Regions from separate parts of the Hordeum vulgare genome. Here region 1 is linked to region 2. Evidence: chromatin contacts called from public Hi-C data. All regions are on one chromosome and are shown on one strand. Each heading gives the region's core, a stretch centred on a gene start, on an enhancer-like site or on the middle of the called end of the contact. The rest is flanking DNA. Distances are from core to core; before and after follow the strand shown. Region 1 holds the start of LOC123443291 (protein NLP3). Region 2 has its middle 150 kb from the start of LOC123439692.

Region 1 (3,366 bases), core at 687-3,186, 340 kb before region 2:
TTTGCTTGTAGACACGCCCAGGTAATCCAAGCTCTCCAGCATTATCTCCGTCTACTGAAAACATGTACATCATGGATACAGCCCTGTACTGAAGCAGCCCAATGCTCTGGTGGTCAAGTACAAAGGGTTGTCCTGATGTAGTAAGCACATAGCGATCTCCACTCTTAACCGGCGCCCAAACCTGGACCAACAAGTGTTGATCTGTTGACTCCTTGAAGTACCTGAGAGCATGAGTCAGCTTCTCCTTGAACAAGCATGAGCTGTTCGTGCTATCGTCATGCAGAGCTAGGTTAAATTGCCATTTGTTGTTAAGACGTTCGGTCTTCTTAATTGGCGTGTCCGAATTCCCTAGTTAGCAGAATGGAATGCAGTATTGTAAGGGAAATGTGGCTAGGAACATAATAAATAAGAAAGGAATGCCATTAAATTAGCAATACAATTATCTATGAATCATCCATCCAGTCTAACACATTACGCTCATGTAAATATGTGACAAGCGATACCTATTTCATGAACGGAAAATATGTTGCCGAAAAGCCATAAAGTTTGTTAACTGCAACGCATGGATGCTTACAGTAAAGTGAAACAAATCAACAGTAGCACACACACAATCATCAAGCCAAGCGCATTTCTTGAAACACCAACCAACGAAATGGAGAGGTCCTAGTTTATTTAGCACGGCAAAGTACATCTCATTGTCTCCCTTGTAAAAATACTAACAATAATGTAATGAGACAAAGTAAGGCCTTATCCAACAGCTTCAACTTTGAATACAATCTAGTATGTGCGTCATACCCCACCACTAATGTATATCTAGTACTAAATACCGCTTTAGAGGCATCATACCACCACTAATAAGGGGCACCGCAAAAAAGCAGTATACGGCACTGGGTAAAGTAAATGACTCATGCAACAATAGCACAAGAAAATGACACCCTTTCTGTATGCATATATATAGTAATAATACAGTAATTGGAAAGTACCTCCATACGCCTAGTGGAATCCAATAAGCTATCAACCAATATTTTTCCAATCATTTGCATAAGAAAGCACGCATTACCCCCACGTAGTCAGACCCAGACGGAAAGCCGGGCTTGTTCACACTAATTAAACACGGCAAGCCTATCACTGCAACAAAGCTGATGAAGCTTTACAACATTTTATCCGCCTTGTTTGGATTAGCAAGCAGAAATATTCTACTATTTCCCCGAGAGATTTATGAGCCGAATCATATGCAGCCGAGAAACGTGCCAAAAGGAGCCCCCCAAAAAAGTCAAACGCAAAGCTGGGAAACTTCGCGGATCGTACAGAGAAGATAAGGACTAGGATAACAGCAAGATTCCAGCTGCCCCTCTGTTCCAGCTCTGGAGCAGAAAGATTCCGTCGGCAGGCCAAGCCAGAAATAGGAGAACAAAATCACGAACCCCTCTAATGAACGTCCCGTACGATCCAGGAAGCAGCAGACGAAGCAAGGATCGATACCAAGCGATGAAGCGAGGTATGATGAGGCTTACCGGAGCGGGCTCGGTGGCAGACCTCCTCCGCGACGGCGGCGGCGACGGCGGCAGTGTTGTCCGGCGCCGCGGCGGGCGCAGGGCCCACCTCGATGGGCATCATCTGGCGGTCGTCGAAGAGCCAGAGCGGCGAGGGCGGGGTAAGCCACGAGGAGGAGGCGACGGGCAGCGGGTGGAGCGGCGGGGAGGAGGAGACGGAGGAGAAGAAGAGGGACGTGGTGAGCGAGTCGAAGGGCCACAGGTCGCCCCCGCCGTCCGCGTGGGAGACGGAGGAAGGGTCGATGTCCATGCCGCACCGCTCGCGCGCTCCCTCCCTTCAGGCCGCTGCTGGTTGAGGTGCGGTGCGTCGGCGGCGGCGGCGGGTGAGGAGGCGGCGACGGGACGGGGAGAGGAGGAGGGGAGGCAGCGGGAGCTGGGGTGCCATATGTGGGGGAGGGGAGGGGAGGGGGGGATCAAATGTGGCTGGTGGGAGATGTGGCGGGTAGTGGACCAGAATAATATTAAGATAATGCGGGGGCGGACAAGTGGGACGGGGATCTGCTGCGGGCTCGCTTGCTACTGGGTGGAATCGCACACGCATGTCCGGAGGTGGCGATGCTATTCCTTTCCTCTTCTTCTTTTTTTCTTTTTGCTAGGGGGCTCCCGGAATCTACCCAGCACAAGTGGGCGACGGGGGTGGTGGCCCACTCGTGTCTATGATACTTCTGGCAATGTGTTCTTGTCTATCATTTGGAGATGTTCGATGATGTTCCCTGGATAAAACTATCCACTATACCGTGTTTTAGTTAGAGATAGTATGGTTCGAGTATATTGATTATTAGAAAAAGCATAAGATAAGTTAGGACTTATTCTATCTTATTTTGTACTTTAAGTTGATCATTATACTCCTAAGCTCAAGCAATACAACAATCATTTCACATATCCCTCTCCTCCCTTTTAACATGGTGTGCGACCGATCTGTCTCGTCGGTCACGGGCGCCTCCACAAGTCCCATGAAGATTGTCTCGAGTACAACGTGCCCTTCACCGATCGAGCATCAAGTTGCCGCCGTGTCGCCCTGTTGAGTCGCAGCGTCGTTGCCCCTTGGTTCTCCCGCGGCTGCACCGACTCGGCATTGCCGCTACATCGCCCCTTTGGGTTGTACTGTCGCAACACGCAGTCCTCGCGGCCCCTGAGTCACCGCTACATCGCCTCTTCGGATTGTAGCGCCATGACACGCGGTCGCCGCCGCCGCCCGAGACCATCCCCATGGCTGCACCGTCCCACGCACCGCCGCTACGCCGCCCCTTGGGCCGTCCCGTCGCGGTCCACGCCGCCGCCCCGAGGTCTTCCCGTCATCGCCCCGACCCACGCATTGTCGCTTCATCGCCCATCGGGTCGTAGCGCCGCGGTGCGCGGTCCACTCCGCCATCCCCGCGCGTCGACTTCTTGTGGTATGTGTCGCTCCATCTCCGTCGGCGTGGGAACGCCATCGTCCGCGCCGGTCTTCGTCACACTGTCGGGTTCTTCCTCGCCTTTCGAGCATCACCGTCGCGCTCCTAACTAGCCATTGTCGCCGCCGTCAGGCCGCCGCCGCCACTCTCCTTCGGCGCCGTTGTAGCTCGCTCACCCGAGCCGCGCTGCATGTCCACCCCCTTCATCTCCGTCCAGCACCAGCTCATCATCGGTGTTGTCATCGTCTACCCCGACCACTTCGTCTACTCCGACCACCGCGAGAAACATGCCCCCCACCTATTTGTGTCGCAACCATCATCGAGTCCTTCTCTGCTAGCCTCCTCGACATGGCATACAAGTTTTGTGCAGGTCCCCGTCTACGCATGCCCGATGATGGCAGCACCGTCGCGTGCTTTCG
Region 2 (3,473 bases), core at 466-2,965:
CTTTTTGGCTATTTTTGCTCGGCTTTCTTGTCGACTCATGCATGTCTGTCTTAGACTAGTCCTGTATGTGCTCCTGTTTGTGTCATTCCCTTTGATCATTTAATTCGGTAATCCATTACCGACATTCGAAAAAAAACCCGCTGATTCTAGCTCAAAGATCAAGCCGAAACTGAAGACTAGAGACGTCGTGTCCGGTTATGATATCATTGGCGAAGGTGAGACTATGACGAGATGCTCATGTGTGAGCCGACGATGCTAAATGTGGGTGTGGGGGCTTCATCGATGTCGGAAAAAGATAGAGCTTTAGAGGATGACCTGGGTTGTAGTGACCACCCATGGGTTGCCGGAGTCTGCAGCGAGAGTTAAGGACGCTCCGCGTGAATCGCTCTAGTTACTCGGCCAAGCCAAATTTCAGCCTGCCTTGTTTGATGAAGTTTTATCTTACTTTGGCTTGTTTTAATTTTCTCCTTTTTTTCTTCAGTTTTTTGTGCTTTTCCTTTCCTGGTCTGAGTTTTTCTCCTTTTTCTCTTTTCCCTTTCAGGCAATATGTAAGACTTCCTTAGAGTCAGGTAACCCTTTTTAAAGAAATTACATGAACAATTGTTTAGCATGTATGAACAATTACTCTCAAATATATGATTTTTTTCAAATACATTGTTTTTAACTTCGACATGGATGAACATTTTTATAAATATGAGTTGAACATCGGTATTTATACATACGAACATTTACATGCATGTACGTGAACATTTTGTATTTTCCAATGTACATTTATATTTCTCCATTACTAACTTGATTTTTCTGTTTATAAATTTATTAAATAAATGACTTTTATACATCTTATATAAAAATAAGTAAAAGAGCAGTACGAGTAAATATATTCAAGTGTCAGTCTCTTATACGACGCTATAGGCGGCATATAAGACCTCCCACCAGTTAAACACTATTTCTCGCTTATAGCAACTAATAGCAGTCCCTCTCGTACAGGGCCTCGAATGTTTGAATAGAATGCAAATTCTATTTTGTTGGCCGGGCCTCAAATGTTGGCCGGGTCTCGAATGTCGGCCAGTTAACGTGCATTTTGTTAACTAGCGCATGTGGCGTTCGTAAATGGGTCAGCCCATCTGGCCGCCATTTGATGTTTTTCTTTTCAAAATTGTATGACTTATTTGAATATTGATGATTTTTTTTGAAATTTCAGCCAATATTTTTTAAGATTAATCAACTTTTTTGAATATATTTTGAATTTTTTGAATATTGATGATTTTTTATAAATTTCAGCCAATATTTTTTAAGATTGATCAACTTTTTTGAATATCTTTGGATTTTTTTGAATTTTGATGAACATCTTTTTCAAAATGGATGAACGTTTTTTCAGTTCAATGAACTTTTTATAAAAATAAAAGAACTTGTTTTGAATTTTATAAACATTTTACAAATTTGTTAACTTTTTCAAAAGTTAACGAACTTTACCTAAACTGGATGAATTTTTTTCATTTTCAATGAACGTTTTTTCAAGTTGATGAACCTTTTTTAAATATATGATTTTTTTAAATGAATGAACCTTTTTTTTTCTTTAAATCTGTTAACCTTTTTTGATTTCAGAATTATACTTTCGAACAAAAAAATCAAAATAAAAACTGGAAAGGATTCTAACGGGCTGACCCATGCTAACAGTGTTGCAGGCATCGGATTGTCGCGCGTGCAGCGCTGCCTAGGAGCTCCCCGAATGTTGAGGCACATAGCTTAGCCGAAATTTGTCATTCCTTGGATCAGGGATGTCACCTTTGGTTTGACCAATCTCATGATTCATTTTGTACCTCTCTTATGGTCAACTTTGATCAATAAAGCATGGAGGGTACTCTAGAAAAAAAAATAGCAGCCGCTAGCCTACACCACTCTTCAACCTGGCTAATAGCAATTTCCTTCAGAGGGTTTCATCATCTTGTTTTCCTTTTTATGAAAAAATGTCGAACCCCCGGCTTCTTCATCAATCGATGCATGCAACTATCTTTATTAATTATTTAATAATATAATGTCTGTTTATTTAACCAAAATTTATCCAGTTTTAGCATTTTCCCTATAGGTTTTATTTTTTCATGTGACTTCTTCCTTTTTATTCATGTTTTATTTATTACTATTCCGTTTTCAGTTTCCTTTTATATCCTTCTTACTATTTTTTAGACAAATACATATATATACCTCAATAGCTAACCCTCATTAACCTATTTACCTTGACATGTAGGCATGCCGCCTCATTCTCCAAGATGCATGAATTTCATTTCTATTATGATATTTTTTAATAAGTATTTTACAACTATGCAATAATCAAGGCCAATAAAAACATATGTATTTTTGTTTTTGTTTTCATGTTACTCTAAATATGCATGTACCATACAACCAAATTTTATTAATATATATTGCAAAACATTCCAACAACAACGTGATGGGTTCATCTAAGGTTATTTAAAAGGCGTGAACAATAAAGAAATTGCCGACACAATTTCAAGAAAAAAAACATGAATACCGTTTTTAATGCATCATCATTTTTCATCACACAAATATCTTACGAAAATATGGAACATAATTTATTAATAATAATATCAGCTTGTCTAGAACCCTAGCACTTTTTATAATGTTACTTTAAAATGTTAGAACACTTTATTAAATGGATTAGAATTTCAAAAATAATAATCTATTTTAGTTTCATGACCATATTTCCTCAGTATATGGACATTTTCTCACACACATGTTCATTTTTTTTTCACATCCACTCTTTTGAATTTGTTATTCAAAACTAGTCAATAATTAAATTTCTTCAAAAACACGTATAAAGACAAAAAGAAATATTACCATGATTTTCTGTTAGTTTAAAGCAAATTAACACAACTTTTATCCGATGAACCAAGCACTACATAAAGAATTCAAAAGTTTTCTTTATGAGGAAGTATGTAAATTTTGAAGTTAAATACATCACGGATGCTTTTACTTGTGGGTTGCAATCAGTTTGGCGCGCAAACAGGCAAAATACACAAAAATAATGCTATAACTTGTTGCACGGAGCATATTCGGTGCCTCCATGTGTATGCCGATATATGTGCAGTCCCATGGCATGACAGCTGGCGGTTGGCCCACATGCCTGTGGCTGTGAGGGCCGCGTGCGCTGGATAGTATGGATGCAAGCCTTCTTCTAGAAAACCGTTTGAGATTTAATTAAATATCACAGAAAACCCCTTGCTCTGTAAGCTAATAAGTGAGGAAAAATATAGTGTGGCGTTGAACGGGTTACGAATCTGGGACACTCGGGTTAAATAAGATGCATGCTAGGCGGCCGGACGAACAATACTTTGTGTACAACTGTTAATTGGAAACCTTCCTTTTGAGGGAAACTTATATAGTCTCTGTCGCTTTGCGATCTCCATTCTGTTTTTCATTCAAGTTATTGTTTGGTTTCTATGATATTTAGATTTTTC

The links. A called contact is a pair of places that touch in the nucleus more often than the background predicts.
Region 1: a Hi-C map of leaf shows a contact between it and region 2, with 2.8 times the contacts expected there. The contact joins the promoter of LOC123443291 here to the enhancer-like site in region 2. A contact is called at or near these places in 2 of 6 Hi-C or Micro-C datasets (leaf and seedling).

Annotation. Positions count from the first base shown.
Region 1 is chr3H:145,131,757-145,135,122 of MorexV3_pseudomolecules_assembly, reverse strand. LOC123443291 (protein NLP3) reads right to left here and starts at 1,936. Exons shown (of 5, transcript XM_045119627.1): 1 at 1,515-1,936; 2 at 1-348. The coding sequence starts at 1,803.
Region 2 is chr3H:144,791,308-144,794,780 of MorexV3_pseudomolecules_assembly, reverse strand. No RefSeq gene overlaps it. Among protein-coding and RNA genes, the nearest start is that of LOC123439692, 150 kb to the right of the region's middle. Within about 2 kb of position 1,715, at least 2 of the 3 cell types and tissues checked have open chromatin away from gene starts, as enhancers often do. A contact at or near this core is called in leaf, where this site is marked.